Linked DNA regions of Mus musculus: region 1 is linked to region 2. Evidence: chromatin contacts called from public Hi-C data. All regions are on one chromosome and are shown on one strand. Each heading gives the region's core, a stretch centred on a gene start, on an enhancer-like site or on the middle of the called end of the contact. The rest is flanking DNA. Distances are from core to core; before and after follow the strand shown. Region 1 holds the start of Capn5 (calpain 5). Region 2 overlaps Myo7a (myosin VIIA).

The links. Hi-C and Micro-C count contacts between places; a contact is called where the count stands out from the background.
Region 1: a contact with region 2 is called in a Hi-C map of liver, with 3 times the contacts expected there. The contact joins the promoter of Capn5 here to the enhancer-like site in region 2. A contact is called at or near these places in 2 of 484 Hi-C or Micro-C datasets (embryonic stem cells and liver) and 2 of 9 other capture datasets (adipose tissue and liver).

The regions. Positions count from the first base shown.
Region 1 is chr7:98,175,265-98,181,233 of GRCm38.p6, forward strand. Capn5 (calpain 5) reads right to left here and starts at 3,010. Exons shown (of 13, transcript NM_007602.4): 1 at 2,780-3,010. It overlaps Gm16938 (predicted gene, 16938), which reads left to right and starts at 1,930. Exons shown (of 3, transcript NR_045972.1): 1 at 1,930-2,224; 2 at 4,061-4,146.
Region 2 is chr7:98,080,351-98,086,816 of GRCm38.p6, forward strand. It overlaps Myo7a (myosin VIIA), which reads right to left. Exons shown (of 49, transcript NM_008663.2): 16 at 5,034-5,171; 17 at 3,158-3,316; 18 at 2,775-2,867; 19 at 728-822. Among named protein-coding and RNA genes, the nearest start is that of Myo7a, 36 kb to the right of the region's middle. Within about 2 kb of position 4,516, at least 76 of the 459 cell types and tissues checked have an H3K27ac peak or open chromatin away from gene starts, as enhancers often do. A contact at or near this core is called in adipose tissue and liver, where this site is marked.

The DNA.
Region 1 (5,969 bases), core at 1,760-4,259, 93 kb after region 2:
GGCTTCAGGAGGTCCAGGCTGGTACCCCCCAAACACGTGGCCCATTCTGCCTTTAGTGATCTAGGAAAGACAGAGCCTGAGGCCTAAAGGAGGCTGGTAGCTCCATCTGATCTGAGGCAAGTTGGCACCTCTACCCAGAGAAAGAGGCTACCAAGGTGGGGGTCCTGAAGGCCAAGGCTGGGGACCTCAGGGGACTATAAGAAAACAAGAATTGAAAGGAGATGTCTGGAGGACTTGGGTAGCTGGGAGGGGCCCCTCAGGCACTGAGAGATAGGGGAGAGGAGGGCTCAATCAGCAAGACCAGCTACAGAGGCCAGCAGCGGCTGCCCAGCCCACAGAGATACTTGGAGAAGGTGTGACAGTCTGCTGTCTGTAACTGGGGACAGCCAGGGCTCACACCTATGAGCCCTTTGCAAAACATACCTAGGGTACCCCTCAGCTGCCCTACCCTGTTTCTTCCAGGGCATGGGGTGGGGAAGATTTGGCCAATCTGACAGAGAACAGTAAGCAGAAACTTAGAAGTGATTGACAGGTCCTTTCATTCATTAAAGCCAAGAGGGCCTCCCACTTCAATAGGAAAAACAAAACAAAACAAAACAAAACAAAAACAAACAAACAAAAAAAAAACAAAGACCAAAAAAACAAAAACCAAACCAAAACAATAAAAACCAATGCTGACCAGTCCTCTTGCCTGAAAATGACCCTCTCTTTACTCAATGAAGGGATCAGGGACAAAGCTGTCAGCTGGCTACCAAACACCTCGTAGTAAAGTGCCTATGTGACCAGGTCTAATGTCACCATCATCACCCTGAAGTCTCTGTGACAAGGTATTATTTAGCCTCACTCCACACACCAGGGGAAACTGAGCCACAGGCAAAGCTCTCTGCTTCAAGGCCATGGGCAAGCAGGAAGACAAGGAGACAGTCTGCAGGAGGAAGACGACAGGCCGTTCAGGCAAGAGGGTGGTGGAGAGTGGCTTCCCAGCACCCTCTGAGGGGACAAGGAAGGCCTCCTTTTGGGGGGACCAGATCTCAGAGCCATCCTAAGAGCATTCAGGGAAATTAGAGAAGAATAAGACAGAGACAGCAGAGGCTTCTGAGAAGCCCACAGATGTCCCACTGAAAGCCACAGGCTTCCTGCCACCAATGCCCAACTGCCACCTGTTTGGTACTGTTTCAGAGGCAGACATTGCTCTTACCCAGTAATGGGCCCGTGAAGCTTCCCCTAGACCTTCCACTCCTGTTCCGGGAGCCCCAGAGGGTTCTCTCCTGACTTGTCACACCTAGCCTGCAGTGGGTGCTGAGAACAGCCAGGAAGGGGGTGGGGCTCTCCCTACTGTAACCTCTATAGCAACCTCTTCCCCAGGGTAGCTAAAGATGGTCCTTGTCAGACACACCCACCGTCCAGACTGGCATTCAATGTCACACCCTGTGTTTGTCCGTGAGCTTTCCTAGCCTGACTGTTTCGTAGTTTGGACTCTACGGTCCTTTCTTCACCTTGTTGGACTTTTCCTAGTCCTTGTTCAGATGAACTCTCATCAGCTCCCAGGCAAGGATGGCCCCTCTGACTTGTGCTTGACTCTGCCTTCTCACCACGCCAGTCAGGAGCTCATCTGTTGGCCCTCCATCCTCTCAGTGGGAAGAGAAGCCTCTTAGGTTAGGCTCCACCCAGGCTTCAGCTCTGACCCAGCCTAGGGCAGTAGCAGCAGCTGGGCCCACCACACCCGACCCCCCCTGGTCTTCTTCACCTCCACCCAAAACACTAAGCCTGCAGCAAGGACCAGCAAGGATCCAGGGAGGCCTCAACCTCCCTTGCACAGCAGAGCTTCCCAGGAAGATCTCCCTGAACACTTAGCTGCCCTGGGCATTGGCTGAGTGTTCCACCCTCTGGCACAGAGGAGATCAAGGCTTGTGTCTTGGGATCCTGGGTGCCAGTTCTGGCTGGGTCACCTTAGAGAGAGGCTGCCTTCCCTTCTGCTGCTGGGGCTCATCTGTGTGAAGTCTGGGGCTGACTCTCACCACAGGAAAGACTGCCAGGGCAAATGAGCACCTGTTATTGCTCTTCAGCCCCACTCCACCCCTGGGCCCCCTTAGGGGGACCTTTCCTACACTCCCCACCCCCAATCCTGACAGCTGGAGATAGGATCAATCCTGAATTGTCTCCGAAAAAAGCCAGTTTCTGCCAGACCCGCCTTGCTCCCAGTGCCACACACCCAGCCCTGAAGGTAAGGAAGAGCCCCCCCCCCCACCCCCATTCAACTAGGGGATTGTGGCCAAGAAGGGGTGAAGGGTCATCTACCTGGGATCTTTGGTCTCATGGTCTCATGCCTACTCCAAACCATGGGATGTGGACATCTAGAAAGGTTAGAAGGTTTAATGGGTTGAGGAGCACAGGCGTGAGGACAGGAAAGGGGACCTGTAAGGAAGATTAGAGTCTAGCCCACCAGTGATAAGCACACCCCAGCACTTCTGCACTGGGAACGCGGCCTCAGAACACCCAGGTGGAGGTGAGGTTGATTTCTCACCCAGGGCTGCGGGTGGAGGTAGGGATGAGCTCAGGGGCCCCGGGCATATCTTTGGGGGGTGGGGTGGGGGTGGGGCTCCGCCTCCTAGGCCTGCAGGCCAGCGCTCAACTCCCAGCCCTGAATCCGCGGGATGTACAACCCCTGCTCGGATTCGTGCTCCCAAGGCACGCACTGGCCCGCGCTGCACCTGCACACACACCCAAACGCACACTAATGTGCGCTCGCACACGCCTCCCTCCGCGCAGCGCCTCCTACCTGCCGCGTCGCCGCAGCTGGAGCTGGACTCCCGGGATGCAGAGCACAGTGCGGGCACTGGAGCGGAGGCTAGACCAGCCCGCGCCACAGCCTGGGACTCTGCGGGGAGATGATACCCCGGCAGCCCGCAGGCGGGGGTTGGAACTTGGACCCCCGGGCTTCAGTCTGTCCCGCCCCTCCTCTCAGCCTCCTCCCATTGGAGGCCAGAGGCGTGGTCTCCCGGGGTGGGGCGGGGCGGGGAAAGGGAGGTTGTTGCGCATGCGAACTAGAGAGGCTGTGCCTCCCCCCCCCCACCCCCCTCCCTGAGGCCGCCCGATAGTGCTGGCTCGAAACTGAAAGGGTGGCCCTGACCCAACACTCCTTCAAACCCCACTCCAGTGCTGTCCGCGATAGGAGAGCATCCCGGGACGTTGGCTGCCTACCTCGCCATTGGCCTTGGAGGACCTGCGTGCCCCACTAAGTGCTGGCAGAGAATGTTGGCCGACTTGGGGTATGCATCTTAGCCGGGCTCAGACAGGGCCAAGGCAGGGCAGCTGAGAATGGGAAGACCCAATGAGATGAGAACCACTCCCTTTCCATTTGTATCCAAACACCCATTCCCAAGATTTTAGCTGGAGAAGAGGAATGTAGGCCCTGGTGAGGTGTCCAGAGGGCCCCAGTCAGTTAAGGGAAGCTGGCCCTATCCTGTCCAGACCTGTCCTGTCCTGGGCATTTATCTGCTCTGAGTGTAGACTAAAGCAGCAGGGCCCAGATTTTTGACCCTCTCTGACTGCCTTCAGAATGCCCTGGAATACACCAAGCCTTGGTTTCTTACTCTGTGAAGTGGAAACTGCAATCTCCTCAGGCCAGGCGGTTTGGGGGAATCCCAGGGAGATTTATAGATGACCAGGGCTGGCCAACAGTAGGCTGGGTCACTCTAAGGCCACAGAGACAAAGCTTGTCTGACCTGGTCATACTAGTCGCTCACAGGTCAGAAACTCAGGCCCACTCATCCCTCTAGTTTCCTGGTCTCTGTTAATGATTACCTCAACCTCAGTCATCCGGCCCTCTACCTCACCCCTGTCCCTGGCCACCTAAGTGTAGCTCCATCTGGTTACCTGACTGACCAAATAGTTTCCAACCATGTTGCTGTTCCCCCTACCCACCACCACCCACGCACAATGTTCCAAGACTACTAGGTTCCGCTCTCCATTTACCCTAGTCCTGGCCTATGGCCGCCGGCCTAGGGTTTTTACATTCTTTCCATCCCCACAGAAAAGCTCTTCTATTGCCTCCACACAGCCTCAGCGTGTCTCTGTCCAGAAGCCCTTGGTCCACAAAGCAGATCTGGATCAAGGGCTCACTCCACCAGTTACCGAGAAAGTTCTATATCCTTTAATGGTCTCAGTTTCCTTGTCTGTAAAATGGGCTTTCTAGGAGAAGCACATGGTGATTGTGGAGACAAAAAATGTCAAAAAGGTTCAGTCAAAGTCCTCAAGCAAGGTAGCAAGTAGCATTACCTCTGTCAGGGCACCTCTCAAATCTTCCGAGATAGAGCAGGGGTCATGTCTGGGAAAGTGTGTTCTTCAGCCCACAAAGCCATGGTATCCAGAGAATGCTCTGACTCTCTTCTATAGCTCTGAGTATGGAGCCAGGAGAGGGTACTATGTGTTGGTTTCATTCGTGGGCTCTGCCTTGACTCCTTAGCTGTGTGGCCTTGGACATGAGACCTGTACTGCAGAACTCAAAGCAGCACCCACACTGCAGTCGTGGGGTCTCATTGGCTTAACTCCTGGGAAGTCCTTATGGGGCCCTCTAGCTGTTACTGTCCTCTAGCCCAGCCTGCTCATTGTATAAAGATACAGTGTCTCCAGCAGCAGAGACACATACCCTGCATCATGATGTTTAGGCCCAGGTGCCTTAGAACCGGGCTTGGACTGGGAGGCCTGTCTCAGAGCCCATCTCTGGCAGCGTCCACCTTCCTGACAGATGAGGGAAGAAACCTAGAGAGACAGCGACCTGTCGAGGGCATCTGGACTTGATGGAGGAGCAGAGGCTCTGATCCTTGGGGAGCAGAAGATCAAGGCATGCCAGGAAGAGCTGGGCTGCCTACCTAACAAGGCTTTCTGGGGGGCGGATGATGCATCTTTGCCAATGTGTTGGCCTCAGGACCCTGCCAATTGGTTTTTATAAGCTTAGTCATCTAATGGTGCCATTAACGAGCCTGATGGCTAGGTGTTTTTCCATTAAATTCTCACAGTTATTAGCCCCACTTAGTCAATGGCAGACCTGAACCTCAGGGAGATGCCCCAGGTCACAAAATTAGTAAACAGCAGAACCGGGATCCAGACCTACCGAACTATGCTGGTTCTATCTATTTTGTGTTGGGCCTCTCCTTCTCCTCTCCTGGCTTTCAGGAAAAGGACATCACTGTAGGCCCCTTGATCTACTTAAAGTCCCTTGTAACTGGGGACTCATTCCTTCCAGGGATAGCCCCATCCCTTCTACTGGTCAGAATCAGAACCCGTTCTACCTAGCTCTGCAGAGCTCTATGCCTCTCACCAATGCCCAGAATCAGAATCTTCTCTGCTCAGGTCAGTAACACCATCATTACTGTTCCTGAGTAATAGTGTTACAGAGTTTCCCAGGTGAAATTCATAATGATCGGGTTTTCTTTTTTTTTTTTAAAGGTTTATTTATTTATTTATTACATGTAAGTACACTGTAGCTGTCTTCAGACCCTCCAGAAGAGGGAGTCAGATCTCATTACGGATGGTTGTGAGCCACCATGTGGTTGCTGGGATTTGAACTTCGGACCTTCGGAAGAGCAGTCGGGTGCTCTTACCCACTGAGCCATCTCACCAGCCCCCATGATCGGGTTTTCTTCCTTCCTTCCTTCCTTCCTTCCTTCCTTCCTTCCTTCCTTCCTTCCTTCCCTCCTTCCTTCCTTCCTTCCTTCCTTTATTTTCTTCCTCTTCTTCTCCTCCTCCTCCTTTTCCTTCTCTTCCTCCTTCCTTCCTTCCTTTCCTCCTACTCCTTCTCTCCCTCCTCCTCCTCTTCTTCTTTAATCATTTTGGCTGGCCATGGACTCCCAAGTTCAAATGTTTCCTCCATCTCAGCCTACTAAATGCTGGAACTATAGGTGTTGCTGTGTCTGAATGTGAACTGTGCCCACGTAGGCTCATGTGTTTAAACAGGTGGTGTCCATCAG
Region 2 (6,466 bases), core at 3,266-5,765:
AAGACCTGGGAGCCCCTGTCACTGTCTGCCTCTGAGGAGTCCAGTGCTGTTCCCCTGCACACAGAGGGCTGTTTCTCAGATACCACAGTCACCTCTGGCTTGATGGGTCAGAGATCACACAGCAACAGCAAGGGTCTGCTGAGAATCAGAAAACACAGGAGGGAAGGGTAGGTATGTCATGGCACTCCAGGGCCTGCAAACTGGGTATGTGGAGAAACAAGGCTGAGAGCCAAATGGAGGATAGATGGGGTGGGGGTGGGGGAGACACTGGAGAAACACTGGAGGAAGAGGCTGGCAGACTCACAGGTAAAGGGGAGACAGAGGGAAGGACCAGATGAACTGCAAACAAGGCAGTTTGTGGGTCTTTGTGGTTCCTGAAGCATACTCTAGAGTTGGTCTTGCCATGTGTGGGCTATCACAGGTGTATGCATGTCCTTAATGTAGAGTATGAGCTACTCCTTGTAGCTGGTAAGAGCCCCAATATTGTCTAGATGAGCGGAGTGTTGTGAGCATACCTCTTGTCTCCATGTGTGTGGGAAGGGCAAGTGACTGTGGGGTCTGCATTCTGTGACAAGGCAGAGCTGCATGAACCTTGAACCTGTGTTCCTCAGTGACCTTGTGACCATGTGTGCATGCCATGCAGACGTGTGATGGTTTCTGTGTGTGCACCATCGGAATGCATGTGTGACCCTGGGGTTCACGTGGGAGAGCAGTGGTTGACACAGACCTGTCTTTGAAGCCCCGGATAACCTTCTGGAGGAGAATGACTCTGTCTGTGATGGCCTTGTCCCGCTCCACCTCCAGCAACATGTCATGGTGGTCCTGAAAGACAGAGCCCCTGAGCCACATCCCCTAAGGCCACCTACTCAATCCAGGCAGAGCTAGTCTCCCGTCATGGCTCTATGTGCACTTGGACTTCCGACCCTGCTGAGACCCTGCAGTGGCCTCCTATAGCCAGAAGCCTGGGGATTGGAGACTGGGGAGTGCCGCAGGCATGTCACTTCCTGGCTTCCCCTGTCATCATCTCAGCCCTGGATCATGTTACTTTTCTATCTAGGATCTTGGTAGCAGACTCCTTACCAGGAGTCCCCTGGTGTCCATCAGTCCCCCTCTGACCCTCTCCTCCACATGCAGTTGGGCAACCTTCTTATGACCTTCCACACATACCCTATAGCATATGTGCCAACCTGGCACTCAAGACCACTCCAGGTCCCACTGACATCCCCAGCCCTTCCCCTCCTCGTTTCCAAGCCTAGTCCTCCTCCCAGTGAGATGAAATGTGAAACTTCACTGGCTATATATATATATATATATATATATATATATATATATATACACACTCACGCACATATATATGTATATATATATATATATGTATGTGTATGTATACATATATGTATATACATATAAATATGTGTGTATATGTATGCATGCATGCGTATATGTATATACATACATACACACATCAAACATACATATATGAAGTGTTCCATGGGTATACATAGTGCTGGGTAGTGTGTGAGAGCCACAGAAGAGCAGGCAGATGTGTCCTTGATTGGCAGCCTGGCCTTTGAGCCTCACAGGGGAAGGTTACAATAACCTGTCTATAATCACAGACACCGGGTGAGACTCAGAAGCTCACCACGGCCTTCTCAGTGAGCAGAAGAACGGGCAGATGGGGGGATGGCATTGGGACATGTGGGCTCTTAGAAGTATTCCTAAAGGGTACAGATGTATGAGCGTGAGGACAGTGGGCCCTGTGAGTCTTCTGGTGTAGGTGCCTTCACCATCCCTCCTGCTCTCTATTCTAACACGTGCCTGGCACTTGAGAGCCCAGTTCAGTAGCCTGCCCCCTGCATCCCCCAGCTTGACTTCAGTCCCTGGCTCTTCTCTGAACCTATGAATTGGGCACAGAACTTTCTACCCCACACCACTAGCATGGAGACACTGGGAGGTTGTGCACACAGAACTCTGTCCAACCGGCTGTCGAGGAACACAGAGGGAACGCAAACCTCTTTCCCAATGCTGAAGCCCTTGTTTCTGCATAGGAGACGCAGGGGCTGACTCAAATCCCACATCAAGAGGAGTTAAATAGACCCCTAACTAGACCCCACTAAAGGCTGCTTCCCCCACCCCGCCCCCTTTCTTCTCCCAGTTGTCCTGCATCCAGCCCTGCCCCCACAGAGGAGGGGCCCTGCTCTGTAACCAGGACAGAGGAAATGGAAATGAGGAAGCCCACACCGACTCCGTGCAGCTGCTCTCCGGGCCATGACTGCTCAGGCCCAGTTTCTTGCTCTCATTCACCATTTCCTAGGAGGCTGTGGTAGCCAGGAGCCCTAACTGCTGTACCTGGATGCTAAGACAGAACCACAGACAATAATACACAGCTGACCCTCATGACTCTGCCTGCAGAAACCACAAGGAACCTGAGGTCCACTCTAGACCATCACCAGCCCAGCCTGTCATAGACAGAAGGGAAGGCAGATATGCTAAGTAACTTGTCCGAAGCCCCCAAGCCAAACACCTCAGATCCCTCAGGGTTTGAATGCCTGGTACGGATCTGACGAGACAACCCACTTTGTCATCCAGCCCTAACCTGGAGTCAGTGCCTGGCACCATGAGTTATCTCTAATGCACACACACACACACACACACACACACACACACACACACACACACATACCAAGATACCCTGGAGCCCCCTCAGAAACATCCCATGCATGGAGGCCTCTGAACACAGCAAAGCCATGGCAGCTAGAACAGGCTGCACTCACCTTCAGAAAGATCTTGGTTTTGCCAATCTGCCAGTCATCGTGCGTGCCCAGCACAGCCTCAGCCATGCGCTGGCATGTCCCTCGGAGGTCACCCTGGGCAGAAGACAGGGGTATTGACAGTATAACTAATGGAAAGGCCCCCCCCCCCCCAAGTGTCCTTCTCAAGATTGAGAGACAGGTCTGTCTGACTGACCCAGCCTGGCCCTGCCTTCTATGAAATCTGTTTTCTCCTCAAGCCAATGGCAAACACTATGGCGGCCTTCCAGGGTGTCCTTCTACCCTGTAGCAGTACCTGATTTGGTCAAGTAGATGTCAAGCTCCACCAGTCACTGTCACCCATAAAACTGGGGTCCTCTGCCCTGTTGGTGTACCCGGCCTCGTACCTGCTTGTATGCTGGCTTCACACCAGGCAGCAGTACCCGGTAGCGCTCCACAAACTCCACAAAGCTGTAGCGAATGGGGTAGCCTGCGTGGCGGATGCGGATTGTCTCCATCATGCCCGAATATCGCAGCTGGCGTACACACAAGTGCCGGTCGAAGAGCTGCCGGGCCAGAACCAAAGGCATCATGGCAAGGCCACTACTGGGATGCAGGCCCTGCCCCGTGTCTGACCAGCACAGACAGAAACACAGAGAAGTCGAGGCCTCCTAAGAGCAAAGCCAGGCAGGAGGCAAGGTCTGTTGGTCAGACCCACATGGCAGCAGGAAGTGGGGACCTGCAGGTGGACAACCGTGTACTGTGGGACCAGATCTCAAAAGAGAAGACACAGGCGGTTTCATGGATATTAGTGAAGGCTCTTCCAAGGCTGGAGGAGGACGAGCGTGTGGGGAGGGGCAGAAGTTTAAAGTGTAAGCCCTGCTGTGGGGAACAAGGAGGGGGCTGAAGAGCCTAGGCCAGGATGCAGTGGAGTGGCCAGGAGGTGGGTACTCCACACAACCCCAGGCTCCCCTTTAAGTGGCCTCCATGCACAACCACAGCTGTTTTAACAACTCCCCAGGGGCTGGCTGTGCTGCCTTGAGGAAGAGGCACTGCCTTGTGGTAGCCACTGTGATAGCTCCAGGGCAGGGCTACACCCTGAGTTCAGATGGACCGAAAATGCAGAAAACAGGCCCGGGGCCTTCTGAGGGAGACCAGGCTAAAGTCTGGGCCTTGTCCCATGGGTGGCTGGAGCCAGGGAAGGTTTGCAGCAGAAATTCTTGGGCAGGATTTATTTTAAGAATAGCATCATGTCAGGGGGGGTCGGTCATGCTTGATCCCAGCAAGCAAGAGGCAGAGGCAGATAGGTCCCTGTGAGCTCATCTGTATAGCAAGGTCTAGGCCAGGCAGGGCTACACAGCAAGATCTTCTCATAAATGAAGAACATGAATGATGTTGGAAGGGGAGGGGAGGAGGCAAGCTGCGGCAAAGGGGGAGGCTTGGGCTGGGAAAAGGCCTCAGGGAGCCAGTGCCCAGCCATGTCACCCTGCTGCCCTGCTCCAGAGGGTTGAAGAGGATGAGACTCACCCACTCTGGGAACCGATTTCCTGGCGGGGACAGCGTGTGCGGAAGGTCAGCTTCCGTAGCCCGTTTCCTCTCCCTCTGGGCCACTTTCCCCTGCCTTCCTTCCCTCCCTAAGCCCCACACCCAGCTTCCCCTGGACCTCCCCCCTCCTTTGGATAAACAACACCTCGCAGGGCCTGCCCTGAAACAGAGAGCTAGCAGCTAGTCAGCCTATGGCACTTGAGCCCCTCAATCCCTGAGCCCCCATGTGACAACTCACGACTGTCACTTCCTCATAGGCAATATGCTGAAAGGGACTCTATCCGGTGTATGGAAGGGCTAACAAATGCTGTCACTAATAGTAAAAAAAAAAAGAGGGACCTTCAGGCAAAGGAGTCCAGAAGGACTTCATGGAGGAGGTGGGCCCTGAATTGAGAGGAAGAGAGCTTTCAAGGGAGGGGCCCCAGCACGAGCCACACTTGTATTTACTAAGCACTTAACAGGCACTCTACAATCTTCAGGCATGGTCTCTGGGGAGTTTTCATTCTCAAGGACACCGAGGCACAGGGCAGTGTCTGACTTAGGTACAACCGCCCAGCTGGGAGATAGCAAAGCCAAGGTTAAGGTGACTGTGGAGCCCCTATGCCCTCAGCAACTTGACAAGCCCTTTAGTCTCCAGAGAGAACAAGGCTTTCTTTCCACTGCCCACCTACCTCATCCATTTTGCCCCCTCCCTTCCCACCCTCCACCCCTGCCCACCACATCCCCTCTGAGGCTCACCATGGGCTTCTTGAACTCATTGGGTTTGATACAACGCACAAAGAAGGGCTGGCAGGCGCCCAGTGTGCGCATCAGCAGCTCCAGAGACCGCTTGAACTGGCTGCTGAGTGTAGGCGAGCGCTTCCTGGTCTCGGCACCCTGTGGCAGAGGACAGACAGACAGTGATGGGAGGGGCCACCTCTTCCCCCTCCCACCCTCCAACAGCTGTCCTGGAGGGAGGAGAGCACCAGGGAAGGTCACCAAGGTCAGTCAAGGGGTAGTTGGGGATCTCCTGTGACACCCCTGGTCTGGGCTGGAGCTTGGACCTCAGACACCCACTACAGGGAGCTCCAATAGTGTCGTCTAGACCCCCCACTATCAGCTGGGAGACTCTGGGCCAACATCAGTGCCTCTCTGTGTAAAGGGGTTCACACTTAGTGTCCTCAAGATACTGAGGTCATCTTAGTGACAGGAGTTAGGCAAACCTAAATTCAAGCCCCATGTATGGCCTAAGCTGACCAATAAAGGGTGCTGAGTCTGTACTGTTTCCTAAGTGAAAACATTGCCATCTACCCGCCTGATGGGACAGGTGGAGAGTCCAAGTGCAGTAAGCGGCCACCTGGGGTGGGCACTGCACCCCCTGAGAACCTTGGAGGTAACAGCACAGCTCATGACCTCCCCTCCTCTGCTTATAGGATTAGTGATCAGGCTGGGGCAGTGTGGGTGACCTGGACAAGCCTGCAAAGACAGATTTTTGTGCTCCCAGCTGCTGCGTGAGCCACCCAGGCTCTCTGCACCCCTGCCTATATGTTGTCTTCTCAGAACATTGGGAAATAACAGGGATAAAGGGGACTCGGGAAGAGCTGAGGTCAAGAAAACAGGAAACGAACCTTCTAGAACATTGCAGAACTCAGATTAGAGAGAACACGGTACTACTACATACTATTTTCCTGGCCATTTTTGTGTGAAAACTCACTAGTAAACTTGATTTTGTTGTAAGCTTTTATATTTTTAGAGCTATAATTCAATCCTGCCCTTTAGCATCAAAAGTATGGAGTGCAGGGAGCTGGAGAGATGGCTGAACAGAGAGAAGAGTCTACTGCTCTTGCTAGCAGCTCACAGCCTGTAACACCAGCACCAGAGCATCTGGTGCCCTCTGCTGACTTCTGAGGAGTCCTGCATACCTGTGCTGCATTTATATACGCTGGGCACACACACATAAAATAAATACTTTAAAATCTGGAGTGCAGAGCACGTGTATGGGGTATTTGGAAGATAAAGGTGCTTAACTCACACTAAATCCAGGAGCTATGCTAGTCAGCCCTGTAGGAAAGCAAATGTTTTGGTTCTGAAACAAGAAGTACTTTTCATCTCAAGTTCCACTGAAGAACATTCAAAATTTCGTTCTGGGGATCTAGGGCTAGGTTAATATTTGTCCTGCCTTTTCAGGATTC